Regions from separate parts of the Mus musculus genome. Here region 1 is linked to region 2. The links are chromatin contacts, called in public HiChIP or PLAC-seq maps. All regions are on one chromosome and are shown on one strand. The core of a region is the stretch at or near the end of the contact, and the rest is flanking DNA. Distances in the headings are between cores, read along the strand shown.

The links. HiChIP or PLAC-seq counts read pairs in DNA pulled down with a chosen protein or histone mark.
Region 1: a contact with region 2 is called in a CTCF HiChIP or PLAC-seq map of CD8 T cells, with 6 read pairs. The contact joins the enhancer-like site here to the promoter of Snx33 in region 2. A contact is called at or near these places in 1 of 39 promoter capture datasets (embryonic stem cells), 1 of 15 datasets of contacts at CTCF or cohesin (CD8 T cells), 8 of 115 datasets of contacts at active chromatin or transcription factors (the SCID.adh cell line, bone marrow-derived macrophages, double positive thymocytes and 3 more) and 3 of 9 other capture datasets (adipose tissue, liver and pancreatic islet).

What each region holds. Positions count from the first base shown.
Region 1 is chr9:56,973,673-56,979,387 of GRCm38.p6, reverse strand. It overlaps Snupn (snurportin 1), which reads right to left. Exons shown (of 9, transcript NM_178374.4): 6 at 4,078-4,175; 7 at 1,292-1,369. Among named protein-coding and RNA genes, the nearest start is that of Ptpn9, 18 kb to the left of the region's middle. Within about 2 kb of position 3,492, at least 26 of the 459 cell types and tissues checked have an H3K27ac peak or open chromatin away from gene starts, as enhancers often do. A contact at or near this core is called in CD8 T cells, where this site is marked.
Region 2 is chr9:56,925,967-56,931,614 of GRCm38.p6, reverse strand. It overlaps Snx33 (sorting nexin 33), which reads left to right and starts at 3,244. Exons shown (of 2, transcript NM_175483.5): 1 at 3,244-5,648. The coding sequence starts at 4,832. It also overlaps the pseudogene Gm19936.

The DNA.
Region 1 (5,715 bases), core at 2,243-4,742, 48 kb before region 2:
TCCCAAGTGCTGGGCTTAAAGGTGTGCGCCACCACTGCCCGGCTGAACTTAGGACTTTACATATACTAAACAAGTTCTGTACACTTGAGTCACACCTCTAGTCCTTATACTAGCAATTATTACACCCACAAACAAAATTCAAACATGGATAACTATTAAACTCATTGTCTTACCATTATACCATTAAAATATGCTGCCTCAAAAGATAAACTAATCAATCAAGAGTAGTGGCTCTGGGGTTAGAAGATGGTTCAGTGGCTAAGAGCACTGGCTACTCTTCCAGAGGACCTGGCTTGGATTCCACATGGTGGTTCCCAACCAATTTAAGAGATCTGACGCCTTTTTCTGGTCTCTGTGGGCATCATGCACTCAAGTGGTAAAGACATAAAGGCAGGCAAATCACCTTTACACATACAATTATAAAATAACTTGGGGCTAGGCCATGGTGGTCCACACCTTAAACCCCAGCACTTAGGAGTCAGAGGCAGGCAGATCTCAGTGAGTTTGAGACTGACCTGGTCTACAGAGTGAGTTCCAAGACAGCTAGGAATATATACAGAAACCCTGTTTCAAAAAAAAAGGAAGGAAGGAAGAGAGAAGAGAAGAGAAGAGAAGAGAAGAGAAGAGAAGAGAAGAGAAGAGAAGAGAAGAGAAGGGGGCTGATGAAATGGCTCTGTGGTTAAGAACACTGATTGCACTGGGCGTGGTGGCACACGCCTTTAATCCCAGCACTCAGGAGGCAGAGGCAGGTGTAATTTCTGAGTTCAAGCCCAGCCTGATCTACAAAAGTGAGTTCCAGGACAGCCAAGGCTACACAGAGAAACCCTGTCTCAAAAAACCAAAAAAAAAAAAATATATATATATATATTTAACTGCTCTTCAATTCCCAGCAACCACATGGTGGCTCACAACCATCTGTAATGGGACCTGATGCCCTCTTCTGGTGTGTCTGAAGATAGCTACACTGTACACACATACATTAAATAAATAAATCTTTAAAAAGAGAGAGAGAAAGAAAAGAAGGAAAGAGAGAGGGAGGGAAGAAGGAAGGAAGGAAGGAAGGAAGGAAGGAAGGGAGGGAGGGAGGGAGGGAGGGAGAAATGAGAGGGAGGGAGGGAATTGTGGCTCATGCCTGAAATCCCAACACTTGGGAAGTTGAGGCAGGAAGATCAGGAATCTAGGGCCATAGCCACATAGCCAGGTTCAAATCAGTATGGAACATATGAAACCTCATCTCAAAAATAATCTATCACAACACAAAAGAACTCTGTAACTGTACCAACAGCCTTACAGGATTAATCTTGGTTTTCTCTCCAAGCCCTTCTTCTTCTGGTAACTTTGAATGCATCCAGTAGAATCGGAAATCAGTCTGTCACAGAAAAGATAAAATATTCATTTCAAACTTTTATTCTCATTCTAATACCATTGAGTTATAAAGACCTAAGCCCTGCTGTTGCTATTTCCATTTCCATTTATAACTATAGTTTGTCAAGTCTTTCAAGATTTTAAAGATGCATGCATGTTTCAGATGGTAAGATGGATCAATGGCTAAAAATGCTTACCATACAAACCTGATAACCTACATTAGATTTTTAGATTCCACACCTGGAAGACAAGAACCCTCACCTAAAAGATATCCTTTGGCCTCAATTCAAACACATCACACACACGGTAAGGATAAATAAATTTCCAAAATATATTTTCATTGTTTATATCATACACAGCATTATATTATAACATAAAAACATTTTCATACAAGTATATGTTATAAAGATCTTTTTCTTTTAAAATTTAGCAAAGCTGCCAGGCATAGTAGCTGAAACCTAAGCCCCAGCATTTAGGAGGCAGAGTCGGGTCATCCTTGACCTAGTAGTGAAATCAGCCTCCACCACGGGGTTTCCCTGTGTAACCCTGGCTGTTCTGGAACGCATTTGGGACTGGTCTTGAACTCAGTGCTCTGCCTATCTCTGCCTCCCATGTTGTTGGGATTAAAGTCATGTGCTGCCACTGTTTTTAAACAAACAGACAAACAAATAGGTAGATGGTGGTACCGCAGGACTTTAGTCCCAACACTCAGAGAGGCAGAGACAGGTGAATATCCATCAGTTTCAGGCCAGCCTGGTCTATAGAATGAGTTCTAGGACAGTCAGGGCTACACTGAAAAACTCTGTCTCAAAAAAAACAACAACAACAAGTAAACAAACAAATAGATGAATAAATAACTTCAACCACCCTATAGGAACTATATTATCATTATTGCTATTTTACATGTTAAGGATGCTTAGAATCAGAAAAGTGAAGTCACTTGCCTGGGTGAACAAAGTAAATACCGTGAGACCTAGAACTCCTCCACTCCAAAGCACATTATACCAACTCTCCCTTGCTGCATTTAATATGGCTATTAAAAATCACTACACAGCTGAATCTTTTCCTAAGAACTGACTCTCTAAATTATTGATGTGTACCCTTCTATAGCTATGAGACACTCCTTGTTCTTTTACTTTGCTTCTGGAAATTTGAAACAATAAAAGTTGTCTGTTTGTTTGTTTTCTTTCCTTTTCTTCCTTGTTTCTGTTGAGAGAGGGTTTCATATAGCTCAGGCTGGCCTCAGACTTGCTATATATCAGAGGATGACCTTGAATTTCTGATGCTCCGTAGAGCCTATAGAGACGGATCAGTTTATGAGTGCCTAGGACTGAGCCTCAAGCTTTGTGTGCAGTAGGCAAGCACTTTCCCAACTGATCTGCATCCTCAGCCCCTTGCTTCCTTTTGCTGAGACAAGGAAGGCCTTGCCATGTAGCTCAGGCTGGGCCTGAGATTCAGGACATAAGCCTGAAACAAAGGGGCTGCCATGGGCATAAGCTACCGCTGAACTGGTCTTTTCCTTAGAGTATAGCTGTGCATGCAATTTTAATTGCCCAATCTGTAAGTTGTGAATAGATGTGATGACTTATCCTTTAACAAAACTAAAGGAAATGTACCAGGAAAAAAATGACAAAATTCTGTAATCCCAACCTCTGGGGAGACTGAGACATGAGGAGGGTGGTAGGTTTGAGGCTAGCCTGAAATACAGAGCGACTCCTTGTCTCAAAAGCAACAGATGGACAGACAGACTCACCACTAGCTGGCATTTCCTGAAATCTACCATAGGGTAATAGCTATAAAAAGAAGCAGTCTAGCAGTCTGTCCAGGTGTGGTGGTGCATACTTTTGATCCCAGCACAAAGGAGACAGGCAGGTGCATCTCTGAGTTTCAGGTCAGCCTAGACTACATAGTGAGAGCTTGTCTCAAAAAAGGAGAGGAGAGGAGGGGAAGGCAAGGGAGGGGAGGGCAAAGGAGGGGAGGGGAGGGGAGGGGAGGGGAGGGGAGGGGAGGGGAGGGGAGGGGAGGAAATGAGACAATCTGAGCTAGAAATAGTGGTCTATGCCTGTTCTCTCTTCCTAGAGCAAGCTTTGAGATTGGAGACTTTGTTTCATACCAAGAATGACCTGGCATTTTCAGGATCAGGATGTGGTGAGTGAAGAAGAGTATATGAGGTTTTTTTAATGGTGCTGTCTGCATAACATGGCACACTTCTTACCCTTTAATCATCCCTGCAACAATCCTCCCATCTCTGGAAAGAAGTGGGGGGGGGGGAGCCACAGCAGCTAACACCCCAGCCTGCACCTCTGCTCTTTCTTCTTCCTTAAGAACTGTCATATCAGCTGGGAAATGGTGGCATATGCCTTTAATTCCAGCATCTGGGAGGTAGAGGCTGTCAGATCTTTGAGTTCAAGGTCAGTCTGATCTATAAACTGAGTTCCAGGACAGCCAGGGCTACACAGAACACAGAGAAACCCTGTCTCAAAAAACCAAAATAAAATAAAATAACTCTTATATTTCCCTAGTTCCTCATATTTGTTTTTAAAATGAAGCTAATTCAAACGCCCTCAAAGGTACAGGGAGCATTAGATAATGTTCTTGATTACCACATCCTGTACATAACAAGAAGTTGGTCACGTACCAAACCCACATGCTGAACCACCTTCCCAGGAGGAAAGAAGACAGGAAAGACATGAGGACATTATTAATCCTTACCTGACAGTCATAAAAAGGATGTCCCCGCCAGCACATCACATCCAAAACATAGTATGTCTGATTCACCTCACTGTAAATGCAATCCAGAATGGTGTAGTCTACAGATACAAGGAAGAAAGTCAACATAGAACTCAGCTTCCAGCCAGAGTTCCACCCTAATAGGCTCAAGGTGACAATCCTCGGGGCGCACGGCAACTGTCAGTACTAAGCATGAGGGAAGACAAGTACCTTTGTAGCTACCTGGCATCGTAAAGGATGCCAGAGGTAAGAGAGTATGAGAGATCAAGACAGCACTGTAGACAAATGGATTCTAAACAAGTTGGGACTTTCTTTTATTTACTTGTTTTTTTTTTAAAGATTTATTTATTTATTTCATGTATATGAGTACACTGTAGCTGCCTTCAGACACACCAGAAGAGGGCATTGGATCCCATTACGGATGGTTGCGAGCCACCACGTGGTTGCTGGGATTTGAACTCAGTACCTTAGGAAGAGCAGTCAGTGCTCTTAACTGCTGAGCCATCTCACCGGCCCCTTTTACTTATTTTTAAAGAAGCTCTGATTTTAGTTTTGCTTGTTTTGTTTTTAAGACAATCTGGTCTGGAACTCACTATGTACTTGAAGATGAAGATGACTTAGAACTCCTGATCTTGCTTCTCTCTCCCAAGTGCTAAGATTATAGACAGGTGCCATCAAACCTGCTGATTTGTTGCTTTGACTTGAGGCAAGACCTCACTTTGTAGTCCAGACTAAGGCAATCAAGCCTCAAACTTAAGGCAATCCTACTGTGCCCGACTTTCAGCATGCTGGGATCACAAGCACCTGCTACCACTCTAGGCTTTTTTTTTTTTTTTTTTTTTTTTTTTGGTTTTTCGAGACAGGGTTTCTCTGTGTAGCCCTGGCTGTCCTGGAACTCATGTTGTAGACCAGGCTGGCCTCGAACTCAGAAATCTGCCTGCCTCTGCCTCCCGAGCTGGGATTAAAGGTGTGCACCACCACGCCCGGCCACTCTAGGCTATTTTTATTTTAGGTATGTGTGAAAGTTTTTTGCTCTGCTGCCCAAGCTGGCATTACCCTTCTGAGTGGCTGGCCTCCAAGTGCTTGTTACCTTCTTATTTTAAGTGCTGTGCAATGTAGAGATATCAAGTGTAAGCTGTCACTCTCTTTAAGGAAACAGAGATAAGATGATCACAGACATAGTCGAGAGCTAAGTTATACAACAGACACTACGAGCAGTTGTAGAAAGAGAAACCCAGTGTAAAGGAGGCAAGCTACAGTGCTACTTACCTTGGTAAACTGAGGCAAGAAGGTAAGGAATGCAAAGTCATCCTTAGCTACATGACCAACCTGACCCCTACATGAACCTCTGACTCCAACAAGAACAACAAAAAAGTTAGCCTTACTACTTAAGGAACACAGGAAATAAGTCTTCAACGAGCCTGAGCAGGTAGAGAATAGAATAGGGTTTGGGGATCAGCCTTACCAGTTCCACTCAAACCAACCAAGAACACATGACTTAATCCTTATAACTCTGGTCTGTCTATTGAGGCCAAGGTAGCTAAGGAAAGCAATGGAGGAAGGAAATCAGCCTGGGAATCCCCAGAAACAGCTCAGCATGCCATTACACTTGACATTATC
Region 2 (5,648 bases), core at 1,995-4,494:
ATAGGTGACAGTGGAACCTGCAGACCTGTTGCCTTGGCAACACATTCCCAGAATCCACTTGGATCACCTCCTACCTTTACCTGAGTTACATCATTTTCCATATAAATAAGGAGAATGCCTCTCTGTCTCTGTCTCTGTCTCTGTCTCTGTCTCTGTCTCTGTCTCTGTTCTTCCCCTCTTCTCTTTCTGCCACCACCTTGTCTCTCCCTCCCAATAAAACCTCTTCCACATGGAACTGCCTTGGCCTAGTGTGCTATTGAGATGTGACCCGCCATTCTAACACATCAAAATCTGTAAGCTTTGGCTCAGGTGAGAAACCCTAATTCAGTGTATTCCAGAGCAATCCAAGAAAGACATTCAATATCAGTTTCTGGACTCCACACACATGGATAGAAACACACATGACATACAAATGCAAGAACAGAAAGGATAAAGGAAAGTGAATGTAAGAAAGGGATCATTTGCAAAGACATGAGCAGGGTACAGGGAAATCATGAAAGTCAGTCTGGTTTCCTAGTAACTTTAGACCTGATGAGGACCCCTGGAATTTACTGAGTGGAAGGAGGTTCTGGAGATCTCTATAAGCTGAAATATTTGTTCTTCCTAAGAACTTGGAAATGAGGGTAACCCTAAGAATTAGGAAAACCTACCTAGAGCATATACATAAATCTAAGATGCTGCTGTTTAAATGTGTGTTGGAAGTAAAGACAATACAGGAAGCAAGCCTGTTATACAAATACTGAGAAGACTGAGGCCAGAAGGACTACAAAAAGGTATGCCTGAATGACAGAGCCAGTTCAAGGCTAGTCTGGGCAGCGATGTAGTGAGACCCTAATCCAAAAGATAACAAAAGTGCTGAGTTCAGCAATACAGTGTTTGGCCAACATGCCCAGTCCCTAGATTCAAATCCACTTCCTTCCCTGGTACCATACATACACAAAAGGCAACCAAGGTAGTGGGGCTGTGTCCATGCTTTTAAAAGCCTATCAGCTGTACTAAGTACACTAAGCTCATAGTGGGAGGGAGTGTCTACAGCTGTGCCAAGTACTCAGCAAGAACTAAGGGAATCGTGCTATTGTTAGCCTCAGCTAGGAGAAAGGTCCCTGAACAAGAAGAGACTCACACAGGTAGGAAAATGCCTCCAGCAAGGGTGAGAAGATGTTTGCAAGTTTGAGACCAGCATGGTTCATAGCCAGTTCTAGGTCAGCTAGGACTACATAGCAGGACCCTGCCCAAACAAAAGACAGTGGCTGGGAGAAACAATCTACCGAGTCTTTAGGGTCCTTATATAGCAAGGGACAAGGTTTCTTGGGGGGGGGGAGATGCATCAGCCTCATGGGCTAGCCTGGCCCATGTGCATCCCAAGGAGCAGACCCAACTCTTGATCTAGTAAAGCAAAAGTTTTGCTTCACAACTGTTTCTCAGATTCTAGGGTTTGAGCTTTTTGTTTTTTTAAGTCAGGGTCTCACTTGTAGCTTTAGCTGTCCTAAATTTACTACATAGACAAAGCTGAGCTAAAATTTGCCTTTGTTTCCAAGGGCTTGGGTTACAGGGATGTACCATAACACCCAACTTTGTGACAACCCCCTCCCCCACCTTACATAGGCTCGAGGATAGCCTCAGATGTGTGATCTCTGCCTTCCAAGTGCTAAGACTGTTTGGCATGCTCAAGATCTTTCAATTTTTAATTTGAGACAGTCTTGCTATGTATCTTTGGCTGGCCCAGAACTCAGAGAGATTCACCTGCCTCTGTCTCCCAAATTCTGGGACTAAATGTGTCCACCACCACTCGTTTGTCTGTTTGTTTAAGAAAGGGACTGGAGTCCAGCCTCCAATTCATGACAGTGCTGTTTCAGCTCCCGGTTTGTTTGGTTAACTTTTGGTAAGATCTTGCTAGATGTGGCACAGGCTGGCCTGGCACTCACTCAGTCTCCCGTGTGTGTCATCACGACCAGCTGTTATCCTTCATAGGGAGTCAAAGTTTATGAGTTTTGGAGTCAGAGGTCTAGGAGTCATGACCCTCAAAACAGCCAAATGTCCCAACCTTCAGCAGCACTACTTTATACCAGTTAATCAGCAATAAGTAAGAACAATAGTAACCTGGAGGTAGGAAGCCCTAGCAAGATTGGGTAAATAAGGCTCTAGGGCTCCAAGAGGAAGAGGAGGTGTGTGTGTGTGCGTGCGTGTGTGTGTGTGTGTGTGTGTGTGTGTGTGTGTGTGTGTGTGTGACAGAGAGAGAAAAACAAAGAGAGACAGACAGAGACAAGACAGAGAGGCAGGGGTTTTCTATGTATCCCTAGCTTTCTGGAACTCATTTTGTAGACCAGGCTGGCCTCAAACTCATGAGATCTGCCTGTCTCTGTTAGTGCTGGGACTGAAGGAATGGGTGACCACGGCTTGGAAGGTTCTTGATATGTGTTCCACTTAGGCTGGGATCAGTGCCTTCCCAAGCATTTTGCACGACACTGGCCACACTAGGCTGGAACATCTTGCTTCTCTGTGAAGATACTTATGACCTTCCAGACGATAATCTTAGTTTCGGTTAATTTGTTGTTTGGAATATAAACTTAATGATGGGACAGACAGTGTGAATTAAAAACCACAGCAGCAATCCAGCTGTTATATTCGCTCCAGAGTTCAGCACAACTCCTGTCTTTAGTACACCTAGTTTTGCCTAATGTGGAGGGTCGAATCCTGGAAGCCTAAAGGCTATTTACCAGACCACTCCTCTCTCCTTGCTATTTGCTGCTGGCCTGGAAGGAAGATCTGGCTCCCGCGAAAGGACAAAGCAACCCAGAACCCGCCTGTGCCTAAACTTGCAACTTGTCACTGAAGAAGTTACATGGTCTTTGGCACCCCACCCCCACACTCTGGGAGCTGCGGAAGGCAGGAGGGCTCCTCTCCCTATCTTGCTTACAGCATCGGTTATCACCTGCGGGATACCAGGGTCACAATTTGCTGCCTACACCATCTGAGAACAACCCGGGAGCTGTGTTAGCCCCTAGACAGATCGAAGTACGCGTGGCGGGAAAGGAGGTTGGGAAAAGGGAGTCCGCAGCTCTGCTCCCCTGCAGCCGAGGCGGTTCTCCTAGCCTTTATAGCTCCCTCCTTGCCACTGCGCTCCGCAAACTTTCGGAGTTTTCCTGCACTTGCGTCACGGAAAAGGCAGATGGATGACCAAGTCCAGGAGGCGAAGCTCGAAGGCGGCTGGCGAGCTCCCCCACGCGGCGATCCAATCCGAGCGAGAAGCGGCTCTGGGCGCCGGCAACTGGGCTGCTGAAAGCTCGCAGCTCCCCGACTCCCGGGTCCATTTCCTGGATCCCGGCCACCGGGACTGAACCGGAGAGAGGGAGGGCGCCCGCCAGAAGGAAAGTGAGCGGAAGGCCGGCGGTGGCACCCTGGCCGCGGGAGGGCGGAGCTGTGCGGTCCCTGACCGGCCAGGACGCACGGAAGTGCGGTAGAGTTTGTTGAATTCCGTAGCCTGCTTTCCCTCCCTCATACCTCCCTCCCTCTCTCTCCACCCCTCACCTCCCCTACTGCTTTAGCCTCCTTCCTCGGAACGCCATCTCCTGGACTCCTCCCCCCTTCTCTTTTCTTTCTTTCTTTTTCTTTTTTCTTTTTCTTTTTAGTTTTTTGAAGGGAGGGTGAATGTTTGTTTTGGACTTGGCTTCCTGCTGGCAGCGCTGAAGGGCTGCGAGTGAGGGGCAAAGAGGCAAGAAGCTGGGGCTCAGCTAGTCCCTCTCGGGTCGGATCCAGAGGGCATCGCGGAGAACGAACCTACGGACGGACTGACAAACACCCGACTACGCCATCTGTTCGACAGAGCTCTATCTACTGACTGCTGTTGAGTGTTCCGGGGCACATCAGGGGCGGGGGGTGGTGATGGTGGAGGTTTCTCCTAGCGTTACTTCTGGACAGGGGTTCTGAGACTCTGATCCGGGTCAGCTTCATACTCTGAAACTGCCGAGGAATTAGGCAAACAAAAGAGGCACTGAGTGAAAGAGGCCAGAAGTTCTTTGCGCTGCTTGTCGCGCCCCCCCTTGTTATCTGGGGGCGGGGGCTGGCCATTTGCAGGGCGGGAAGAGGGCACCAGAGCTAGCGAGACGGGGTCGCACCCCCTGGGTCGAGTAGTTTTCAGCCGGTTGTGCAAGCTTTGGCCCTTGTTTTCCTGGCCTGGCTCTTTTGGAGGCCGGACACATCCACCCTTGGAATTGGTTCAGGACTCTGCTGTTATTCTCTTTGCCCCTCTTGAATTTTCTGGATTCTTGAAGACGCGGTGGCCCGGGAGGAGAGAGGAAGGAGGAAGGAGCAGATCTCCAGAAGAATGTGAGAGCCTCCCAAAGCCGGAGCCAGTAAGAACGGAGAGCCAGAGGAGGCAGAACCTTGCCTGCGTTCCTGGGACCGTGGTCTGAGGGTAAATCTCTTCTGTTGTACAACACTGTTTTAGTGGAAAGTGTGTGTCTCGTTCTGGTTCTAGCAGAGCTGCTTTCTTCAAGTCATTTGACTTTTCTGCTTGGTGTGTGAGGAGGGAGAGACCCGCTCCTTTCCAGGGGCTGCCAAGGGAGAGGAGAAAGACTGTGGCCATGACCAACCCCTCCCTGCTTACAGGCAGATACCCCAAGGCAGTTTCTGGACCATGGACACTTCTTTGACCAAAAGGCAGCTAGACAGCATCTGTGCATGCTGAGGCCCTGCCCAAAGGACTTGGTAGGGCTTACTAGACTTTGAGCTGCAAGTACATTTTTTTTTTTTTTTTTGGACACCCTGTTGAACATCCTGAATCTGGGCAAGGCATTTTCCTTCCAGTCTTGACCTAACAGATAGCTGAGCCATGGCACTGAAAGGCCGAGCCCTCTATGATTTCCACAGTGAGAACAAGGAGGAAATCAGTATCCAGCAGGACGAAGAGCTGGTTATCTTCAGTGAGACCTCACTGGACGGCTGGCTGCAGGGACAGAACAGCCGTGGGGAGACAGGGCTCTTCCCTGCTTCTTACGTCGAGATTGTCCGTCCTGGCATCAGCACCAACCATGTGGACTATTCCAACAGCCCTGCAGGCTCCCTGGGCACCCAGGGGAGTTTGTATAGCAGCCCGAGTATGGCCAGTCCAGCCAGGAGTGGTGGGGGCAGCGGCTTCCTCTCAAACCCAGGAAGCTTCGAGGATGATGATGATGATGATTGGGATGACTGGGATGATGGGTGCACAGTGGTAGAAGAGCCACTAGCTGGCGGCCTAGGTACCAATGGGCACCCTCCACTCAACCTCTCCTACCCGGGTGCCTACCCCAACCAGCATATGGCTTTCCGACCCAAGGCACCCCTGGAAAGGCAGGACAGCCTGGCGTCTGCCAAGCGGGGCAGTGTGGTAGGACGGAACCTCAATCGTTTCTCGTGCTTCGTACGCTCTGGAGTGGAGGCCTTCATCCTTGGTGATGTGCCCATGATGGCCAAGATTGCTGAGACTTACTCCATTGAGATGGGCCCACGTGGCCCTCAGTGGAAGGCCAACCCCCACCCATTTGCCTGCTCCATAGAGGACCCCACCAAACAGACCAAGTTCAAAGGCATTAAAAGTTACATCTCTTACAAGCTTACACCCACCCACGCAGGCTCGCCTGTTTACCGGCGCTACAAACACTTTGATTGGC